Regions from separate parts of the Sus scrofa genome. Here region 1 is linked to region 2. The links are chromatin contacts, called in public Hi-C maps. All regions are on one chromosome and are shown on one strand. Each heading gives the region's core, a stretch centred on a gene start, on an enhancer-like site or on the middle of the called end of the contact. The rest is flanking DNA. Distances are from core to core; before and after follow the strand shown. Region 1 overlaps PARD3 (partitioning defective 3 homolog). Region 2 overlaps PARD3 (partitioning defective 3 homolog).

What was found. Hi-C and Micro-C count contacts between places; a contact is called where the count stands out from the background.
Region 1: a contact with region 2 is called in a Hi-C map of heart right ventricle, with 2.4 times the contacts expected there. The contact joins two enhancer-like sites. A contact is called at or near these places in 2 of 47 Hi-C or Micro-C datasets (heart right ventricle and liver).

The regions. Positions count from the first base shown.
Region 1 is chr10:57,362,648-57,369,582 of Sscrofa11.1, forward strand. The region is part of intron 2 of PARD3 (partitioning defective 3 homolog); the gene reads right to left. Among named protein-coding and RNA genes, the nearest start is that of PARD3, 230 kb to the right of the region's middle. Within about 2 kb of position 3,779, at least 2 of the 83 cell types and tissues checked have an H3K27ac peak or open chromatin away from gene starts, as enhancers often do.
Region 2 is chr10:57,099,458-57,105,472 of Sscrofa11.1, forward strand. The region is part of intron 23 of PARD3 (partitioning defective 3 homolog); the gene reads right to left. Among named protein-coding and RNA genes, the nearest start is that of PARD3, 500 kb to the right of the region's middle. Within about 2 kb of position 3,489, at least 4 of the 83 cell types and tissues checked have an H3K27ac peak or open chromatin away from gene starts, as enhancers often do.

The sequences.
Region 1 (6,935 bases), core at 2,529-5,028, 260 kb after region 2:
TGCTTCTGTTCACTCCGAGTTCTGAATGAAAGTTCCCTCTCCACTGAGACATCACAAAAAGCCACTCTTCATTCTGACAACCGCAAGCCAATATGAGCACAAGATCAGAGTTCAACAAATTTGTTTTGTAAAATATAACACTAATGTTACATTACAAAATGCCTTTCAGTTTAATTTGCATGCCAAAAGAAAAAGTGTGATTTTTAAATATCCACCCAGAGGCAGAGATGAAAAACTTCAAACGTTCTCTGACTCCTTTTTGCTACACTCATTATTTTACCAGCTTCTACAAAGGAGAGATAACGTGTCCTTGACATGCTCCCAAATTATCTTCAGTATGCAACACAATGCTGATTAAATTAGGCTCATTTTAATCAGCTGGCAGGTTTATTCAAAAAGTAACTAAATAATAAAATTCTTTATAACAACTCTTCATTAGTATAACCTGCGTAGCAATGTTTTTTTTTTAAAAAAAAAAAAAAAAAAAAAAAGGCGAACACCGAATAAATACTAATTGTGTGTCAATCCTTTCTCCCCCCCCCCATTTGACAGATGGAAGAAATACCTTAGAAGTTAAACACCCCCCCATTCACAAATTGCTTAAATACTAAAACTTCACACAAATCTTTTTGAAATTCAGTGCCATCTAACGGATTTAAGCAAGCACAAAGAGTTTGGAAATCTTAAGTTTTAGGAGAACCCACTCTGAAGAAGGTCAAAGCCGCTGCTTTCCTTCCACTTACGTCTCACAGAAAACTTCCCCATGCTGACCTGAGTAGGGCCGGGGTATAAATTCCAGGTCATCACCCCACCATCCGCAGAGCCCTTGGCTCGTTTCGTTAAGGCGAGGCTGCCAATCTTGGATGGGTTCCCCAGGACACGTGAAGCTCAGAGAGGTGACCCCCGCCCCCAGCTGTGGCACCCTGGACATTCTTTCACATTCTGGGTCTCAGCGCTGCACAGGGATGTGGCCTGTGTTATTTTACTTAATTCTGACAAAGTGCTCTGAAGAATTACCGCGGATCCCAAGTACTCAATAAATGTCACTACTGTGATGATTTGAGAGAGTGGAGATCAACGGAGGAAGATGAAGGCCTCGGGGCTGAAGCTAAGCCTGGGGAACTTCATCCTGAAAACCGTGGGGTAGCCCTGAAGGCACAGCAGTGGGATCTGCATTTACTCTGCAGGTTTGGAGGGGTCCGGAGAAAGGACCGGAAGGGTAAAAATACACAGCTCATTAGTCCAACAGTGAAGAAGTCAGAAGAGTCTACAAGGACCTGCTGTCGTGCACAGGGAACTCTACTCAATATTCTGTGATAACTTCTATGGGCAAAGAATCTGAGCGAACATGGACATACGTGTATGTACAAATGAATCACTTTGCTGTACACCTGACACTAACATAACATTGTAAAAGCAACTATATTTGGGGGGAAAAATGATGATTAAAATGCAGAATCGAGACTTATTTAAGAGGCTTTGATATATGGTGGGTGTCACCATGGAGGAGGGGGACGAGTGTGAGATGTCCAGGTTTGTGGCTTGGGTGGCAGAAGGTAAATACAAGGACAAAGAGGTCCAGGACAAAAGAGGATGTGCTGAGTCTGAGGTAGAAGCGTCATCCATTCAGTACCCAGCTCCCAGGAGACACGTGGGCATGGGCGTCTATGGTGCAAAGGCGAGTTCGAGGCAGGAATTGGCCAGTGTCCCAGTGGGTGCTGGGTGAAGCCAGTTTAGGTAGGGTCCCAATGTGAATGTAGAGCGTGTATGGACGTCAGAACCAAATCGGGATAAAATGAAGACAGCAGGTTTCTCTTCTCTTCCTCCAAGTGCTGAAAGAATGCAAGTTAACTCAAGGACGCATTGTTTCGTAGAGAGTATCAAGGAGCAGAGATCAGCTCATTCAAGACCACAGGGAGGCAGGCATGCCAGCACTTCCTCAAGGAAGGTTGCATCAATACACGTGTCCCACAACTGGGATCTAAAGTTCCTTCAGCACCAGTGCTAGAATAATCTTAATAAAAGGGGAAGAAACTAAAATAGGAAAAACCTTAAATTTCAATCCACTAATGGGATGTACCTAAAAACAGACACTCAAATATTTGTTCCAATGACACCAAGCAGATAAATTCATTTTCACAGCATGCTTGTCTCAACAAATGAGGATTCGGTAAACAGCTCTAGGTTTTCTTGTGAAAGGGTCTATTTCTTTCATCTCTGGATCCCACCCTGTTCCTACCTGAAAGGTGCCCCAATCAATCCACGATGAATTAATACCACTTGCATCTCTTTTGCCATCTCTTAGAAAACTACAGGTGAGCTAATCCAAGCAGCTCATCCACACAAGTCCTCTGGGCACCATTCCCTAACCTCACCCCCTGGTGCACACCCAGAAAACCAGCCTGCAAGAAGACAGGAAGGTCACCCTGGCATTGCCTTGGTTCAGGGACTGAATGATGCCTACTGCCCATGTCATCATCCTCCCACTTTTCAACCTTCCAATACCCAGATCTTATCATTCTCTGTAGTCAGAAGCATGTCTGAAGTAGGCTGAGCCTAGAATCTCAAGAAACAAGATTGATGCCCAAAAAAAGAGCCAGCTGACATTCAAGCAGTCCCTGACCCCTGACCCCACTGGTCTGTGGTTTCTGCTTTTGCATAAGGAGTATCACAACTTTCAGGGCTGACTAGACATCGCACCAGCTTATAAGGCTACTGTTCACACATGCTTCACTTCATTTATTATTATCATTTTTTTTAGGGCCACACCTACAGCATATGGAGGTTCTTAGGCTAGGGGGTTGAATCAGAGCTGCAGCTGCTGGCCTCCACCACAGCCACTGCAACCCGGGATCCAAGCCTCGTCCATGACCTACACTACAGCTCACAGCAACACCGGATCCTTAACCTACTGAGTAAGGCCAGGGATCGAACCCACATCCTCATGGATACTAGTGTGGTTCATTTCTGAGAAGCCACAAAGGGAACTCCCATTTATTCTTTTACTCACGCCACGCACCTACTATGCGCCAAGAAATGTGTGTCATGGGCCACTTCACTAAGTTTAACAGAGCTACAGATGAATCTTCTCCACAGGGGGTAAAAAAAAGGCACAGAGTCAGTGAAATCTGGAGACAGTTTCAGCAGATTCACAGACCTCTTGAAGAGAAAGAAGACAGAATTAAAAACACATTTTCTATACTCAATTAATATCAACACAGATTTCTTACATTCCATCACGTCACTCTGATTACCGCAAAGTTCTCTATTAGTGGAGTGTAAATCTCCTCTCAATATCCTCAAATTCTCTTTATTCTCTTGAAGTGTCTGTGCTACTTTTTCTGCTCCATCTTCTCATTTTCCTACAAAAATGTACAAAGTTAAAACCTGGAAATAAGGAATCGCTTTACATGGATTGGGATGCAAGTAAGAGATAAAAAGGACGCCTGACTATTTACGAATGTGATGACAGTAACAGCAGCAGCAACCCAGTGATACTGATGGTGGGAGCCGACATTTCTTCTCTTCAAAATGCAAAAGGCGCTACAGTCATACCCACCCACGACCCAGGGAAACAAACGGGAAGCCCGCAGGGTCAGGATCACTGGCCATGGTCCACCACCGCCTGTGAGTAGCAGGATGGCCCAGGTGCACTGGAAGCCAGTGGCTTTGCTCCGAATCCCTGCCGGACACGGCAGCACACAACCTCCATCCTGGCCAGCAAGCAGAGGGGCCACGCCAGGACAGCCACGTCAAGGGAAAGAACAGCCACCAGTTTCACAAGTGAGACCTACAGGAGAACAGGTGCTGAGAGACGCGCTCCACCCACAGGAGATAAACGCAGCCTCCGCCAAACACGTCCATCCAACAGAATGAACACAAGAGCCTCCTGCGCTGGCACCTTTCAGTACAGAGATACGGCACAGAAGGCACTCGACGGGCTGTCACAAGACACAAGTGACCCCATTGCCACCCAACTGCCAAGGTCACTTTCAGGGGACAGTTTACTGAGAGGGCGACACCTCTCAGTGTTAGGAGGCAGTGACATATGGAAGGAACAGGAATGAGGGGGATGCAAAAGAAGTCCTTGTGGGGAAAGTAAATGGAAAGAGGCGACTGAGGCCCGCCCTGAAGGATGCCGGACTCTCAGCTACCGAGTGGCAGAATAAAGCTGAGCGGCAGCTGCCAGAGAAGAGGCGGCAATGGTCCGGACTAAGCTGGCACTGGGCGAGTTTCTTTCTTTTTTTTTTTGTCCTTTTAGGGCTGCACGCATGGCATATGGAGGTTCCCAGGCTAGGGGTCCAATCAGAGCTACTGCTGCCGGCCTACGCCAGAGCCACAGCAACGTGGGATCCGAGCCTCATCCATGACCTACACCACAGCTCACGGCAACGCCAGATCCTTAACCCACTGAACAAGGCCAGGGATCGAACCCACGACCTCACGGTTCCTAGTCGGATTCATTTCCACTGCGCCACGACGGGAACTCCTGGGCGAGTTTCTTGACCTCTCCATGCCCTAGTCTCTCCTCACCTCATAAAGAGAGAGAATAGTAATGCCAACCTGTGAAGCAGTTATACACCTGAGGAGGGGGTTACGTGCAAACATGAGCCTGTATCTGCAACTGTGAAGCAAAAATCAGGCCCAAAGCAAGCAGGCTCAGAACCACGGCAGCAGGGTGGGTGGTGGTGGGTGATGCCACTGTCTTCACCAGGATCAGCTCATCACCCTGCTCCCCTCTGAGGAAGTCAACACAGTCCTACCTTGGACGTGACATAAGGAATTTAAAACAACAGTATGAATGACAAAGGGCCGAAAGAAAAGGTGAGAGACCACAAGGCAGAGGAAAGTACCAAGAGGACACCATCTGCAAGCCAAGGAGACCCCGGGTAACACGCATCCAGTGCAGCCCAGCCCAGGCCCCGGCTGCTCTGGCGCCCACACGCCTCACCAACAGAGGCGTTTTTTTCTCTCTAAACGCACAGAAAATGCTGGAAGTGTCTTAATGGCCCAGAAGCTGGAAAGTGCTCAGACAATAAAACCACTCTCACACACGAGAGACCCTACAGACCGTATGGTCTGCCTACCCAGGCACAATGGCAAACGCAGCGCAGGTCGCAGCGGGGACATCTAAAAACAGTTCCTACATCCATGCAGACTAGCCTAAAAGAAAAGGAAACGCAGACTGGCCAAGTTAGTCTACACTGTAAACCACATATCTGATTAGACAATTAAGATCAAAATTGCCAGAAATAAACACAACCTTCATGTAAACAAACCATTAATGGGCTGCTGCTTTTTTGTTAGAAAAGCATGTTATTTATAAATTGCTGCCACCTTAAAGCTGGCCTGATTCAGTCCTGTCAGACAGCGAAACACACTTAGGCAAGTGGTAAATTATGAGGGGGAAAAAAAAGTCGCTTCACAAATCGTGACATCGCAAAGTGGAATAAATGAATAAAAGAGAATATTGTGCAAGATTGTGAAATATTTATATTCAATACGTTCACCAAGAATGAAAAGTTGAATTAAACCTCCACATTATATGATTGCAAAATAAGTTACGTACACTCATCAGTTTCCACTCATAAAACAATACTAATGGAAAACCCCTGAATTTAGTGATTCAGAGCTCCTGGTGCCAAATATTCCCAGTGGAGCCTTAAAAACCACATGCGAGTCAGGAAATCCAAGCGCCATCCTGCACAGGCACCAGGCAAAAACCCGCTCCTGTTGCCTAAAGCGGTCTTGTTCTTGGAGGCTACCAGCAGGTGATGTCCCCGGGAGGTATGCTCAAGGACAAACAAGACACAACAGGTGTGCAAAGAAATGGGTCTGACCAAAGAGAGTAACTGAAGCTGTCGCAGTCACAGGACTTGAAAGAAAAGAAGCTTTGCAAAGACACAATATCCATATTCCAAGCACTCTGGAATGTATTTCCACCCCCGGAATTTGCTCCTTCCAAGCCAGCTTGTCACTTTCATTCCACTTCCTGGAGGATGAGCTCAGGGCTGGACTCCAGATGTTGTGGCCTCTGTACCATCAGTGCTTGGCAGTTCACACAGAACACTGGGTGAAAGGAGCAGCAACAGAAGGTTATGTAGAAGGAAGAATCCGATTCCATATGAGTCATCTCATAGGATGTCTTTCTCTGACTTATTTCACTTAGTATGATAATTTCTAGGTCCGTCTATGCTGCTGCAAATGGCATTACTTCATTCTTTTTTATGGCTGAGTACTATATATATTATTATGGAATTTAGGTTGATTCCATCTCTTGGTTATTGTAAATAGCGCTGTGACAAACACTGCGGTGACTTATCTTTTCAAATTATGGGTGTTTTCAGATATACACCCAAGAATGGGACTGTGGGGTCATACAGTGGTTCTCTATTAAGTTTTTAAAGGAATCTCCATACTGTTCGCTACAGTGGCTGCACCAAACCCCCAACACTGTAAGGGGGTTTTCTCCACATTCTCTCCAGCATTTATTGTTTATAAGACTTTTTGAGGATGGCCATTCTGACTGGTACAAAAGAACTTATTCACAAAACAGACACAGACTCAAAGATATTGAAACCAAACTTGTGGTTAACAAAGGGGAAATGTTGAGGGGAGGGGTCAAATGGGAGTTTGGGGTTGATATATACACACTGCTAGATACGGAACGGATGAGTAACAGGGGCCAGCACAGGGGAGACTACTCAGTAGTCTGTAGTGACTTATATAGGAAAGGAATCTGACAAGGAACAGATATGTGTATGTGCGTGTGTGTCTATATAAAACCGATTCACTTTGCTGTACACCTGCAACCAACACAACATTCTAAGTCAAGCATATTCCAACAGAATTTTTTTTTAATAAGAAGAAGGGGGGTTCCCATCATGGTTCAGCAGAAATGATTCTGACTAGTATCCATGAGGAGGTGGCTTCGA
Region 2 (6,015 bases), core at 2,239-4,738:
TCTCAATGGCCAGTTCCACTTACACAATACAGATGTCAGGAGGGTAACAAACTCCCTCTGTCCCAGAGTCCCCACACATATGGGCCCAGGACAAAGAAGCTGGCAGCCAACAATTGGTTCAGACTAAGAAAGACAGAGAGAAATGTGTGTGGGGGGATATGGAATTTTAAAGGAAAACATACGAATATATTTTCAAAATCAGAAAAAAAATATGCTTTTAAAAAACCATGTAGGGCTGAACACCTCAAATCTTCTCTCTCTGGGAAACAGGAGTCAGAAGAAGAGGTGTTCACTTCCTACCCTGATAAAAAAGATTAACTCATGACATGGAGAAAAAAATAATAATAATAATAGATGCACCGCGCCAACTTAATTAAAGCCTAAATAGGATTTGCTTTCCAATTCTTAACAACTGAATGACCCAACCATGAATACAGATTTTTTTTTTTTTACATATACAGAATTTCAGAACAGAAATTTAATTTTGACATATTTTAAAAGGGGACTAGATCTTCATTAGAAGTAGAGACGGGTATTTTTAAAAATAATCCAAAATAAAAGAAACAGCCCAAGCCTTTCTAAATTTACATACATGCTTCACCTAATGAGATAAAAAACTCAAAATAAAAAGTTTAAATGAAATTGAACAACTTTTTTTTTTTTTTTGTCTTTTTAGGGCTGCCCTACAGCACATGGAAGTTCCTGGGCTAGGTCTCGAATGGGAGCTACAGCTGCAGGCCTATGCCACAGCCATAGCAACTTGGGATCTGAGCCACATTTGCGACCTACTCCACAGCTCAAGGAGATGCTGGATCCTTAACCCAATGAATGAGGCCAGGGATGGAACTTGTGGCCTCATGGATACTGGTCAGGTTCTTAACATGCTGAGCCATGAAGGGAACTCCTCAAACAAGTTTTTGTATTTAAGGTCTCATGCACTCTTAAAGAATATAGGTGAATTCCTCAACCCTGATAGACAATTCCTTTGGTCTAATACCACCCTGAGCCTAGTGGTCCAAAGAGCCCTGAGAGGGAGAAGAAATAAGGGAGTCTAGGAGGGGAGCTGTCTAGACACGATAGAAGGGCACAGCAGGGCATCCTTCTGGAACATCCTGGGGGAACATCAACCTTTAGCAGAAAGTCAGATGGCAGAGGTGGCAGAGGCCAAGGATGAGACAGCCTGAGGCAAGTGGCACGAACTTCCACGTTCACATGGAAACCGTTAAGCCAAACTCCAGAGTGCCTGAAGTGTGGTATTAGCCTTCAATATCAATATCCTACCTTTTTTTTTTTTTTTTTTTTTTTTTGGTCTTTTTAGGTCCACACCTGTGGCATATGGAGGTTCCCAAGCTAGGGGTCGAATCAGAGCTGCAGCTGCCGGCCTACACCACCGCCACAGCAATGCCAGATCTCAGCCACGTTTGCGACCTACACCACAGCTCATGGCAACACCAAATCCTTTACCCACTGAGCGGGGCCAGGGATCGAACCTGTGTCCTCATGGATGCTAGTCAGATTTGTTTCTGCTGAGCCATGACTGGAACTCCATCCTATCATCTTTTGATAATGCTATTTGAAAATGAAGAACATATTTATTTTTAGAGTTTTGTATGTTTGATAAAATATGATGGCATATTTGTATTTGCCAGAAATAATGGTAGGACAGGTCACAGTGCATTTTTAGTCGTTAAAAGACAGTAGGAAATGGATAAATAAAAATAGCATCGAGTAGTCAACGGAGCACTGGTGAGACAGGCATTATTCTTAGTGCTTCCTGTGTGTTATCTCGTTTAATTCCTTGAGATCATTTAAGGTAGTGTTATGTTTCCCTTTTGCACATAAGAAAACTGAGGTTTGGGTGGTTAAGCAATCTGACCAAGATAAATCTATGAAAGGAAATATTGCTGCCCTTTATTTAAAAAAAAAAATGTTTTGTAGGCGAATACTTACTGACATGGAAGGATGTTTGTGACAGATGAAGTAAAAAGGCAGGTTAAAGAGTTATGTGGATTTTTTTTTTGTCTTTTTGTCTCTTCTAGGGCCGCTCCCGCGGCATATGGAGGTTCCCAGGCTAGGGGTGTAATCGGAGCTGTAGCCACCGGCCTACACCAGAGCCACAGCAACGCAGGATCCGAGCCGAGTCTTGACCTACACCACAGCTCACGGCAACGCCGGATCCTTAACCTACTGAGCAAGGCCGGGGACTGAACTGGCAACCTCATGGTTCCTAGTCGGATTCATTAACCACTGTGCCACGATTGGAACTCCAAGAGTTATGTGGAATTTGACTCTATTCATAGTTTTGAATAAGTCATATACGCAGATATCTGTCTCTGTGTGTGGTTCTAAGGATATACTCTAAAATGGTAATAATTATTGGCTTGGGGTGAGATGATTTTTTTGTTTTTCTGTATTTTCTAAGTTTTATACAAAAACTTTTTACTTTAATGATAACTCAGGATTAGTGAAAAGAGTCATCTCATGAATGTGTTTTATTCAGTGTTAACAGTTTCTAGAAGCTCTCCATTATATCCTATCAAAGAAGAATTTTTAGAAAGCATGCAAGAAGGGGTAAAGGCAAAAGCTTTGATAAGCAGCCTTTTAAATATAGCTGCTTTGAGGAAGTTAGGATTTTTAGATTTGGTGAAAAGGAGTGCTTTGAAAACCAGAAACAGGAAGCATCCTAAAGAGAGGGCTTGCTTTGGCCCTGGTACGGATGGTCTCCTTGGTGGCAGAGTCAGGAGTCAGCCACCCCTCACCCAGCAGGATTTTTCTGAGAGTGGGTAAGAACACTTAGCAAGCAAGAGGCGGGGAGCCCACAACCCCACATACAGATACACACACAGACATATAAACATACATATGAAGGGACATGCATGCAAACAGACATCTGCAAACACACACAATATACACATGAAACACACATGCGAACCCACACAAACATGTGAGCCCATAGCAGCACATTATAAACATGCATAAAACATACTCCATACATGCATGCATATGTGAAACACACACGCACATACATAGCCATTAAACAAACTTCAGCCGGCAACTACTGCTTGCCGGCTACCGTTTGGGAGCTTACAGACACACCGGTGGACAGGACAGGTGGGGTCTCTGCTCCTGGAGAGCTACATTCAAGAGGGCAGAATTAGAAATAATAAAACACATGAGTGAGTAGAGCATGTGAGGTAGGAACACATGCATGAGGAATTAAGGATAAGGGAAAGGCCAGAGAAGGCTGGCGGAGAGGGGGACAGGGTGTCAGGAATGTCCACTCCAGAGGACACTCAGAGCTGAGCTGGACGACGGGAAAAAGCAGCTATGTCAAGGTCCTAGCAGGGCCTCCAGCAGACAGAGGACAAGAGCAAGGGCCCTAGCGCCCGAGGAGGCCCTGCAGCGGGATGAGGGGGCCTGGCCGGAGCACATGCCCGCAGGAAGGCCTCGCTAGACACCCATCAGGGCACCCAGAGCTGGATCAACAGGGAGGAAAAAAGACAAACGGAAGAGTAGGGAGCAGCCCAGAGGCGGATGAAGGACGGAGGGGCGCAGAGGGGGCAAGGGGAGCACTTGATGCAGAGCAGGTCACCTGCCTCGTGGGCCGCGTGGTGCAATGAAGGGACACCCAGATGCTTTGAGAGAATCTGTTAACAGACTGAAAACAGCAAGGGACCCAGCAGAGGGCGCCGCAGCCTCCTGGGCCAAAGGGAGGAGCAAGAACTATGTGGGATTTGGAGCAAGGAGGCCTGGAGGTCCCAGGCCAGAGCATCTCAGCCCCTTCTCAATAACGAGGACGGTAAACATACAAGTCACTCGTGCACTGTTTATTCACAGATGAACAGCTGTGTCTGCTTAATTTAACTTTGAAGGAAATCTGGTTATGACTCTCTAGATTGTGCTTTGAGTTCTTTTAAAGAAATCTCACTTGAAGCCCAATTAGACTCTTAGCTCAGTATTGCTTATAGATATATAGATATAGATAGATGGGTATAGATTAGATAGATAGATAGATCCAGAAATATGCCAATAACCTGCATGATGAGGTCTATTCCAAAGCCATCGTATGTTTTTTTGAATTAACTCACTTATTCAACTTAATCCTTCAGGTTGAAGAAGAGGTCAAGAGGCAAGGGTAATTTTGCTTTTTTTTTTTTTTATGGCCACACCTATGGTATATGGAAGTTCCCAGGCTAGGGGTCGAATCGGAGCTGCGCCTGCTGGCCTACACCACAGCCACAGCCACGTGGGATCCAAGCCATGTCTGCGACCTACACTACAGCTCACAGCAATGCCAGATCCTTAAGCCACTGAGCAAGGCCAGGGATTGAACCTGCATTCTCATGAATCTATGTCAGGTTCTTTAACCTGCATTCTCAGGAACCTATGTCAGGTTCTTAACCCACCGAGTCATAACAGGAACTCCAGCAAGGGTAGTTATAACAGTATAATACAACACCCAAGTAGGGGTTTGTGTTTTTAAGTACATTTTCAAATATATACACATTATTCGATGAATATATATTTCGGTGACTGCCAAGTCAAGAATGATTATCCCTGTTTCATAAACCTGTAAAAAGGCTACTGGTGATAAGGATTCACCTGAGGACAGCACCCCCCCCATCTCCCCCCCGCCCGCCACGTACAGGTTTCTTGACCCATATCAGGTATTCCTGCCTTGGTACCAAGACCTTCTTAAGTGGAAAGATAAAGATGAGAGCATCCACCTTCATCTGTACTCCACTCCCCGTCCCACTTTTCTTTTTAACAGGAGGCTGTTAAATCAAGTTCCTTCCTGCTCTAAACGGGTAGAAATCTATGATTCTAAATAAGGGTTTTTAACATAAAATTTAATGAAAACCAATATTTCACCGCCAATAAAAGCAACATTACGGCTGTCAAGCTATCACTACCCCTCGACGCTGGAAACCGAGAAACGATTACCACTTGAAGAACCTTGTTAAAAAGTATGCACATTAAAAATAATTTACAGAACCAATTCTCCGTTTGCAGCCACAGTTTAAGAAACAGGAAAATGTATTTGCATTTCTATCTTGTTAGCTCCCGTGTTACGCTGGTGTTACTAATAACATAAAATATTTAAAATTTGTGTTACACACAGAGCCAATTATAATTATCTGGTGAGAAAACAATTTTATCTGGAAGTCTAAAAATAATCTATTTTGCCACTGCAACAGATCGCACACGTTATGAAACAAATTCTATCGCCAATTAATGTTACAGTGGTTCCTCTACCGACAGTCCAAGTTTGAAAAGCTCTCATCCAGCTAATGCCCACGTTTACAACGTCATACCTAGGAAACACTAGCTAGATACCAAATTGTTATCATGCATAGGCAACAAAGATTAAGGACACTGCCCACTATGTCACGGTCAGGGATTATCTCACTTTAATTACTCCACAGTTTGGCCAGTAGTTTATATAGATTAAATTCCACCTAAAATTAAGTCCATGTGGAATCTAAAAAGATGATAAAATAAGTTCATTGACTCACAGATACAGAAAACAAACCATGGTTACAAATGAGGAAAGGGTGGAGGAATGATATATTGGGAATTTGAGATTAATAGGTATTCACTACTGTATATAATATAGGTAAACAACAAGGACCTGACTGTATAGCACAGGGAACTATAGTCAGCATCCTGCACAACCTGAAATGGAATAGAATCCGAAAAAGAATATACGTGTATAACTCAATCGCTTTGCTGTACACCTGAAACATGATAAACCAACTATATTTCAATCAATCAGCCAATCAAATACAGGCCGAGAAGTTATCCAAAAATTTAAAATGTGTTCAGACAGAATGCTTATTCAAGTAATTGTGCTTCTTACTGTGAATTTTCAAGATCTACTTAAAAGAAGGCTTTTTATCATAACATAGTTTTAACATGAGATTTGACCTCCGCCACCATTAAATATATGTATTTATAATACTATAAGCAAGCACTATGCCAAATGGTTTACTTGTATTATTTCATTTATCCCAC